2 separate regions of the Mus musculus genome follow, and region 1 is linked to region 2. A link is a contact called in public Hi-C data. All regions are on one chromosome and are shown on one strand. The core of a region is the stretch at or near the end of the contact, and the rest is flanking DNA. Distances in the headings are between cores, read along the strand shown. Region 1 has its middle 51 kb from the start of Gm40630. Region 2 overlaps Sesn1 (sestrin 1).

Region 1 (5,357 bases), core at 2,766-5,265, 300 kb before region 2:
TGTCAGTTAGCAGGCCCTGAGTCAGCCAGGGAACGAAGCCAAGCCCGCATGACCTATCTTGGAGGCTTGACCTGGGTAGACAGGTGCCCAGAGCCACCTTAGAGACAAAATCTGGACAGGCCAGATCTACGAGTCTTAACAATGGCTTTCTTAGGACTCCTGAGTATTACGCCCACACTTCAGGCCTAGGGAGGGTGTGTGGGGGCCCTGCCCTGAGGGACACCTCCCTGACAAGCTCACGCCATCTTCTAGGCAGTGGAGGCTGTCACTGGGGCCCAGCGTTCCGTCCTGCCCTAGTCACTGCACCTGAGGGAAGAACCCTGTGTCTCCTCTGCCCTCCAGATTCTCTTCTGTTTGGGCCACATTTGAGCCCATTCTCTGGGGGAGGGGGGTGGAGAAGAGGGGGGTGGCGGGGGGAGATGAGGTCAAGGATGGACTCAGAAGAGGAACCTGTTCCTCTGGTTGGCTGGCATCTTTCAGGCATCCAGATACGGAACATACCACAGCCACCTCCAGGGACTAGAGCACAGCTCAGCCTGCTTGGTGAGGCAACTGCCTGATTCTGGAAGGAAATTCTCCCCTTTCCTAAGGTATTTCTTATCCTTCTTCTTTTTTTTTTTTTTTTTTTTTTTCCTTTTCTGAGACAGGGTCTCCCTATGTAGCTCAGGCTATCTTGGAACTCCCTATGTAGCCCAGGCTGGCCTCAACTTCGCAGAGGTCCTCCAGCATCTGTCTCTTAGACGCTAGGTTCAAAGGCATGCCCTATCACTCCCAGCTATTGTTTCCAATTTTTTTTTTTAGACAAGGAACTGATGAGATGGTCTGTGATCTTGTATCCCACGACATCACTTCTGAGGTCTGTGACCTTGTATCCTGTGCCATCACTTCTGGATAGGTCTGTGCAGGCCTGTGGTTTCAGCAATGATAATCCAAGAATAAAGTTAGATGAGTGGCCTCTGGACCACGCCTGTGGCCAGCAAGAGCAAAGTTCCATCTACCGCCTAGAGCAAGGAGCTATGTCAGGCCATCACCTCAAGGAGTTGAGCTGCCTGACCCTCCCAGAGTACTCTGACCTCTCCATACACCCTGTGGCACAAACAAGAACCATCCCCCCAACACACACACTCACACACCATGCTGTAATGGTGAGTTAGTTAAACCGCTTTGGTTCCTGGTGGATTGTACACGCTTCATCTGCCCAAGAGCTCTCTGAATTCGAGAATGAAACACACACACACACACACACACACACACACACACCAGCTAATCTTGATATGCCTTGACTAGCTCAATGGTTGCGCGCTTCTAAACCTCCCCACGGGCATACTCTTCCCTTCGGTATTCCTGGCTTAATACCTTCAAAATCTCTATTTTCTCTTTCCCGCCCTGGGCACCCCCACAGGGCTGTGTTCCCTTTCCACCTATATTGTAGGATGCTTTCACCTCTGAAGCTCTTAAATCTGATCCCTCTGCCTCGAGTCAAGGCCAAGGCGATTCTTCTCCTCTTCCCCTCTCTCTGTCACTTGCCCAGGCAATCTAAAAGCCCTGCCCCACCTCCCTGCCCAGCCAATGGCTGTACAGCAATTCTTTACTCTCAATTGAAGCCAGCTGAGAGCAGGGACCCTCAAGTCTGGAAGCACAGCTTTTGGGAGCCAAAATAAGACAAAGCATTAGAACCAATTCCCAACACCATCCCTCCAAAATAAACACAGTAAATCTACCCTTTAAAAAAGTAATTTTTAGCCAGGCGTGGTGACACATGCCTTTAATCCCAGCACTTGGGAGGCAGAGGCAGGTGGATTTCTGAGTCTCGGCCAGCCTGGTCTACAAAGTGAGTTCCAGGACAGCCAGGCCTACACAGAGAAACCCTGTCTCGAAAAACCACAAAAACAAAACAAAACAAAAACCCAAACAAACAAACAAAAAGTGATTTTTGCATTGACACAAATTAGAAGTTAGCCTAGGATACATAGTGAGATCCTGAATTTAAAAAGGGGGAGTGGAAGAAAAAAATTATTGCTTTAATTATGTTGTCCCCTTTAAAGTCCAGATAAATATACATCTCTGTAAGGGGAGGTCTTGATGCTAACGTCCCGTTCCCTAATTGGTTCTTGATTTGTCAGTAAAGAAAGTTTCCGGCCAATTACTGGGCAGAAGGTACAGGGGGGACTTCTGGGGCTTCCTGGTATTGACAGATGGCCAAGGATGTTTGGCAGGTGGTAGGTGGGACTAGCTACAAGTTTAGGGTAAGTGGAGAGACGGAGATAATAAATTGGTAAAGGCACACTTTTCCAGGTGGGAGATAGTAACGCCCAGCAATTGTGCCAAAAAGGCGAATTGTAAAGGAATCAACTGTACGTGTGCAAGGGCTTCCGGTGGGAGCTGGTCACCTCCCGGCGCTAACGGTGGGTAAAGCAAAAGGGAAGCCGGGAGAGGCTGGTAGCGAGCCTGATCCCAGGCAGAGGCGGCAGCTTTTAAAACTACCCCCACCACATCGCAGATTGGAATCCCAAAGATGGGAACTATAGCACCCATCATTGAGTGAGTAGTTAGGAGTGGGTAACACACCTCTTCCCTCAGCTCCTAAGTACCACGAGTTTTCTTTCAAAAGTAAAACTGAGCGGTAAAAACAAGATGAAAAAGGAAAGAAAGGAGAGAGCAAGGGAGGAGGGGAAAAAAAAAACGAAGACAGAAAGGGCGGTTGTTGATTCCCGTGTGGCAGTGAGGGTACTGTGACCGGGTGAAGCTACACTGGAGCTCTCTGCGATGGCCCCTGTCCAGGGATTTATATCTCATGACCACCGAGGGCCTGAGTAGTCCTGGAACAGAAGGGGGGGTGGGCTTAATGGCCTGTGTGAAGGCTCTGCCCTGCCCTTCTAGCCTTGCATGGGTTTATAACAAACAGTTAGCTTCTGTCCTGGTGAGTTTTGTCTAGTCACACGAGCTAGAGTCAAGGGAAGAGGAAACCTCGTCTGAGAAAAGTGTCCATCAGATTGGACTGTAGGTGACCTTTGGGGTATTTTTTTTTTTTTTTTTTTTTTGATCAGTAATTTCTGTGGGAGGATCAAATCCATTCTATACCATGTCCCCCCTCGGGCAGGCAGTCCTGGATTGTATAAGACAGCAGTTAAGAGCACTGGCTGCAAGCTCAGATACAACAAACAAACAAACAAACAAACAAAAAACCTGGGCAGTGGTGGCGCATGCCTTTAATCCCAGCACTTGGGAGGCAGAGGTAGGCAGACTTCTGAGTTTGAGGCCAGCCTGGTCTACGAGTGAGTTCCAGGACAGCCAGGGCTACACAGAGAAACCCTGTCTCGAAAAAATAAAAAAACCAACCAAACAAACAACTAAAAAGACAACTGGCGGCTCTTCTAGAAGTCCTGAGTTCAATTCCCAGCAACCACATGGTGGCTCACAACCATCTGTAGTAAGATCTGGTGCCCTCTTCTGGCCTGTAGGAATGCACGCAGGCAGAATGCTATATACATAATAAATCTTAAAGAAAAAAAGGAAAAAATTATTTTAAAAGCCATGAGAAGCAAAACAGCTATTCCTTCATGGTCTTAGCATTGGTTCCTGCCTCCAGGCTCCCTGAGCACCTGCTCTTTCTCGCCTCCCTGATAGGCTGGGAATGGTAAAGCGAAATAAGCCCTTTCCCCTCTCTTGCCTCAGTCATGGTGTTTATCACAGCCACAGAGAGCAAGCTAAGCTTCCAAGCATCAGCTTCCTGCTTAGAAACGAAGTACCATAAACAAGTCCGTACTGTGAGGATGGACAGACTCCTTGCCACTCCCTCTGCCTGGCTCTCCCTTCCAGCTTCACCTTCCCTCTCAGCTGCCCCTCCTGTCCAGTTCACAGGCTAGCAGCAAGCCACTGGGTTCCCAAGGCCACATTCCAGGGCTCCCCAGGGAGGATCGATTCCATTTTCTTGGAGCTGGACAGGACCTAGGAGGGCTTCTGTTTCAGCCCTTCTGAGAGAGACAAGGAAATGAAACCAGAGACAGTGGCCAGGCCCTTCTTCCTGCCACAGGGACAAAGTCAGTGGCAGGTTCAAGAGTTACTTCCTGGGATCAGAATTCTCTCCTCTTTTGTCTGTTTTGCTCACTATGTATCCTCAGCTGGCCTGAAACATGTTCTTAGATCAGGCTGGCCTCAAACTCACAGAGATCCACCTGCCTCTGCCTCCAGAGCTGGGATTACAGGTGTTTATCACCATGCCTGGCTCTGGATTCTCTGCCCCACCCTTCCTCTCATATACAGAGGGGGAATGCATTCAGCTGTGTGGAGGTTTCAGGTTCACTTGCCAGAGAGCAAGGCAGCCGGGAGAGCCTGGAACTCAGCATGGGAAGACGGACAGACGCTCAGGCGTCTCACCCGTCGGATGGAGGGCTCAGTGCCGGGGGTGGGGGGTGGGGGCGGGGGTGGGGTGGGGTGAGTACCTTCGACTAGCTCAAGGCCCCCTTGGAGGCTTCCAGGTGAAGGCTGGAGGTTGTTTTCTTTATCTTTTTCATTTTGGGGCTGAGGGAGAGTTTCACTATGTAGCTTATACTGACTTTGAACACAAGTTCCCGGGTGCAAAATTACAGATTTTTGACACCATACCTGGCTTCCAAAGTATTCTTGTTTAAGGACATTCCGAGAGGACTCCTTTCTATAGAGAATTCCCTCCTCCCCCACCCTATCTACTTTGAGCCCATCAGAAATGGTAATTCTAAAAGATCACTGATGAGTAGGGAAGGGTGTGTGTTCAGACCAGGAGAAATGGAGTGATTGAGTCACTGCAGAAACCCTGAAGGGGTGGGAACAGGTAGATGAGAAAGGCTAGGTCTCCATTAGTCATAGGATGTGTCAATCGGGGAGCTTCGTCAGGTAGCTTGAACCTAGAAGTTCCCCATTTCCTGATAGCAGAAACCTAGGCCTTAGGACATAATGAATTCAAAGAAAATATATTTGGCCTGAAATTAAAAGCATTGTGTTAAAAGGAGGAGCATTGCCAGGCATGGTGGCACATGCCTTTCTTTTTTTTTTTTTTTAATTTTCTCATTAATTTTTTTTCCATTTTTTATTAGGTATTTAGCTCATTTACATTTCCAATGCTATACCAAAAGTCCCCCATACCCACCCACCCCCACTCCCCTACCCACCCACTCCCCCTTTTTGGCCCTGGCGTTCCCCTGTACTGGGGCATATAAAGTTTGCGTGTCCAATGGGCCTCTCTTTCCAGTGATGGCCGACTAGGCCATCTTTTGATACATATGCAGCTAGAGTCAAGAGCTCCGGGGTACTGGTTAGTTCATAATGTTGTTCCACCTATAGGGTTGCAGATCCCTTTAGCTCCTTGGCTACTTTCTCTA
Region 2 (4,717 bases), core at 1,999-4,498:
AATGAAAAACAAAAGCTGCAAATGAGATTACCCTTGAGTCTTGAGGCAGGCAGGCTGTGTTAATGAAAGAATTACTACTGTGAGCAGTGAATGGTAAGATTATAAAACTAATACAATACTTTAGAAATCCCAAGTTTGCATTTAATGAATTCTGCCTAATTAATAGCTATCTGACTTGTAATAAACAATCCTTGTGGTGAGACCTTGTATCTTGAGTTTGGGTTTAATAACATATCCATAACCAGCAATGCAGATACACAAACAGTAAGCCCCTCACTAGAGCTGTTATAGCTTTCTATGATTAGAAAAGAATAGATGCTTACTCTTCCTTCTGGGACTTTTAAAAGTCACTCCACTCTGTTGTGTACGAGCACACTGGTGTGATGCCAGTGTGAAACTCTGAAAGGAAAGCGGTGACAGCCAGGCGAAGAGGTCTGCCATGTTTCCCTTGGGGCATTCGGATCAATCTGAGAAATGAAGGTGTGAACCTCTGCCAGCTGACAGTACTTAAAGTTTAATAAAAGATGAATCGATTAGATCTTCCTCTTTCAAGAATGAGACTGTGCAAGCCAAACACAGAAGAGTTCATGGGATGCCACCACGGTGGGAAGCCCTGAGCCATTCAAGCATCAAGTAAGCAGCAGATACAAATGCACACTAATGCTCAAAAGACACGGCTTCCCTCGACACGCATGTGTGTTTCACCTGAATGCATAAGTGAACCACAAACGTGGAGTGCCAATGGTGTCACAAGAGGGCACTGGACCCCTGGAAACTGGAGCTACAGATGGTAGTGAGTGCCATGTGGGTGCTGGGAACTGAACCTGAGTCCTCTGTAAGAACAGCCAGTGCTCTCAAGAGTTAAGCCATCTCTTCAGACCCATAAATACTAATTTTAAAAATAGATGTGAAGGATCTGAAAGGACGTACTGAACTTAGAAGCCTGAGAGATCTACTGGACTGACTTGGGTCAAATGTCAATAAGGACTTTGTGCAGCAAACAGAAACCACACTTGAACTACAAGAGATGCTAGAATACAAAGAAACCTTCCAGATGTGGTTTCTAAATCATCCTATCATCTTCTTGGGTCTGGTACAATATACTGTCATTCTGGTACAATATTAGAAAAAAGCAACTATATCTCTTTGACATGCTTATTTTTTAAAATTATTTTTAGCTTTTTATGAGTATTTTGTCTACATGTAAGCACGCTGAGACCAGAGGAGGGCACTGCATCCCCTGGAACTGGAGCTACAAAGGGTTGCGTGCTACCATGCAGGCACTGGGAAGGAACCTGCAAGAGCAGGAAGTGCTTGCTCTTACCTGCTGAGCCATCTGGCCAGCCCAGATTTATCTTTAGAATCTACATTGTTTGACAACTCTTCATTCTAATAGCATTTTAACCTGGCTGCCTTCTGGTGAATGCAGGGTTATATAACCACTAGGCTTGCAGTTTAGCTCTTCTTACACAGCTAGACAGCTTGAACCCCAACCCCTCCTTACCCTTACACTTCTAGGACATGGAGTTTGTCCAAGTGCAGCAGCCTGTCCTTCCAACGGCTAATCCCAACAACCATGAACATACCTCTAGACTGTGTTGGAGGACATAGGGTAGATGCAAGGAGTATACAGAGCTCTGATATAAAGGGAGGGAGGGTGCCACATTTTATGGGGTAGGACTTGGGGTTGGAACACAGCATAGACAGACCATATACTGGCTAGAACTACCATATTACAGGGGCCAGTGAAAGGTATATAGCCATGGTCTTGTTCCTGTTCTTAGCTGGAATCTTCTTTTGTCAAAGACAACCAAAGCTTATGACTCAGGAATTATTACCCCAAACCACAAACCTGAAAATTTAACTACTGACCTAAAATACTGTATTAGCTCTCCATTACTGGTACGTGTGTGTTTTTCCCATTAACATTTTCTTTTTAACACAGGGCTATGATATGCAGCCCAGGCTGGCCTTAAACTTCCGAGTTCTGTGATTGTAGGCACAAGCCACTACACCTAGGAATTCCAGAATTTTTAAATGTTCATCATGGTACTCCTCAAACTGTAAACATGAATTAAAGTTAAAAATTGGTTTAGAAATTTTAAGAAATGTTAGTAGAAGTGCTGAGAGTCAGCATTTCCAGTGCCCTCCTAGTCAATACAAAGACTGCTTGTATCTGAAGAAAAGAGGCTTATAAAAGAACCTTCCTTAAAAGATGAGGTCAGCCACCTGCTTAAGAAGGGGCCTTCTCTCCTGGCTTGCTCACCCCATTTAAAGACAGGCAGCTCCAGCTGGTCCTGGCAGATAGGTAGGAAGCTAGGTACAAACTGTCAAGTAGTAATAATAATAGCTAACATGTATCCATTCATTCACACACCTGCTTATATGCACTAGTGTCAGACAAGAGACTAAGCAATGAACAGACAGGTCTTAATCTTCATGGAGCATACACTATTAATCCCAAGTAATTAAAAAACATAACAATCTCAAGCAGCATGGAATTAGGAAGGGAAGAACACAACTGCAGTCCTGGCCAAGATAGAGAGAGACTGAGGTTCAGAGAACTGAGTACCAGTCTTGGCTTTATAGTTCATGCCTGCTTGCTTCTTCTCCTCTTTAAAAACTGTTACAAAGTAAAAGGAGGCACAGGGCTAATGCCTTACAAAGATCAATATGCTATTATCTTTATGTTACTGACTGTAAAACAGAAGCTTGGGGTTGGGAGAAGAGAATAGGTTGGCAGAGAGGCACAAAATTATAGAATTCCCAAAAATAATGTTTGAGAAAAAATATATATTTAAGTTGATTTAAAGACAATATAATGCATATATGAAACACAATGTAATGTTTATATATGTGGATGCATATATAATGTTTCTGTGTGTTAAAAAAAATAAAGTTGGATTGCCAGGTGGTGGTAGTATACACCTTTAATCCCAGCACTTGGGAGGCAGGGACAAGTAGATCTCTGTGAGTTCAAGGCCAGCTTGGTCTACAGAATAAGTTCCATAACAGCCAGGGCTACACAGAGAAAACCACCAGTCTTGAAAAAACAAACAAACACAAGCCCAGAAAGCAAATACAACCAATCTAAACAAAACAAAACATTAAAACCTTTTTAACTTAAAAAATAATTCCCCAAACAAGACAAACATCAACAAACTAAAACTTAGAGCACTAACTAGCTTGCCCCGTAGAGCGTTAGCAAGAGCCAGTGTGTGTGCACAGCAGTCTGGCAGGGGCAGCTCTGGACCGTGGCGTATTTGTCTGTCTCACATTACCAAGGCTGCAGCTGTGCTGTGCTCAGCTCTGTCCCACATTCTGGAATCAAATCTGAAACTTTCTGCCTGTGACCTGCATGCCTGGGAGACCTGCTGCTTAGCTAAGAAAAGTTCAGCCCCATGCAATGAGCATCCTCGTCAAGAGCAGCAAGCTGGTGCTTTCTCACGAAAGTGTACTTTTGCTGGCTTAAGGCTCTCACATTTCAATTGTAAAAAGTCTTCTCTAACAGTTTCAGGAAGTAAGTGTCCTGTGCATGTGGCAGCTCAGGTGGTCTGCTGCTGTTCTGAGGCAAGGTCTCAGGTAGCCCAAGCTGGCCTTGAATTCACCTAATGGCCCAGGATGCTCTTCAACTTCTGACCTTCCTTCCTGTACCCACCCCCAAGTGTTAGGATGTTGGGCATGTACCACCACACCCAACTTCTCAATTTTTTTATGGAGGGTACTCTTTGAAAAATTGATACACTTGGGTTTTCCCCCAAAAGTACATGCAAGAATACACTGTTTTCTCTGTAACTGATGGGTCACACAACATCCTAAAAAGCCAAAATCTTCAATTTGAACCATTAAGCTGTAGCCTCTCCCAGAACAAGTCTTGGCTTTGCTTCCTGGAAAACAAGAACAAGTCTCCTTTGGTAATCAGTTTGGGGCAGTTAAGACTGCCCACTACTCTCTGCAGAGAATGTGAGGTCCATTCTCAGATCCCATGTCAGCACACTCACAACCACTATACGCATGTGCACACAGACAGACAGACAGACAGATGTGCATGTGCACACACATATATATACATAGAGCGAGAGACAGGGATGGGGGAGAGAATGTTTGCTTTACTGGTTTCATGTTCTCATCTTCCCAGAAACTACTCTCCAAGGAGCACATATGCGTTGAGCCCAACTGTGTACCTGCCCAGCTGGATGGTCTAGTCAGATCATCTACCTCTCCAGCTCACGCTCCTTGTGTTGAGTGACTGGATAAAAGCAGCGAGTGCATGCCACAGGCCCAAGAACAGCATCTGGGGGGGGGGGCGAGTTAACTAGACTATGGGCTCTGAGGTCAGCAGTCTTCTCCACCTCTCTTCCACACAGATACCTGTGCAGGTACCTGGAACAGTCTGAGACAGTAAGTGAAAGAGGAGATCAATACTATCACCAGTTAAGCTTGGATATTTAAACTTGGAATTATCTCCTTTCTCCTTTCAGACTCCCTCTAAAAGAAGACAACTGAAAACACAAATGTTCTTAAGTTGTACACACATCTTCTCTTGAGGCCTACAGCATCAAAATTGATGACAAACTAGACTTGAGTTGAGTCAGAGTGCCACCTAGTGCTCACAGCAGCTAACTGCTGAGAACTCAGGAAATGTCCTTGGTGAACAAGGAGGCAGGCGGGCACAAAAATGTAAAGTGAGTGGAAAACTGTCATTAATGGCCAGAGT

Evidence for each region. Hi-C and Micro-C count contacts between places; a contact is called where the count stands out from the background.
Region 1: a contact with region 2 is called in a Hi-C map of the HPC-7 cell line, with 2.9 times the contacts expected there. The contact joins two enhancer-like sites. A contact is called at or near these places in 2 of 15 datasets of contacts at CTCF or cohesin (large pre-B cells and pro-B cells), 4 of 484 Hi-C or Micro-C datasets (CD4 T cells, the HPC-7 cell line and embryonic stem cells) and 1 of 115 datasets of contacts at active chromatin or transcription factors (embryonic stem cells).

The regions. Positions count from the first base shown.
Region 1 is chr10:42,130,094-42,135,450 of GRCm38.p6, reverse strand. No RefSeq gene overlaps it. Among named protein-coding and RNA genes, the nearest start is that of Gm40630, 51 kb to the right of the region's middle. Within about 2 kb of position 4,015, at least 33 of the 459 cell types and tissues checked have an H3K27ac peak or open chromatin away from gene starts, as enhancers often do. A contact at or near this core is called in the HPC-7 cell line, where this site is marked.
Region 2 is chr10:41,830,957-41,835,673 of GRCm38.p6, reverse strand. All of the region lies in intron 1 of Sesn1 (sestrin 1), which reads right to left. Among named protein-coding and RNA genes, the nearest start is that of Sesn1, 23 kb to the right of the region's middle. Within about 2 kb of position 3,248, at least 37 of the 459 cell types and tissues checked have an H3K27ac peak or open chromatin away from gene starts, as enhancers often do. A contact at or near this core is called in the HPC-7 cell line, where this site is marked.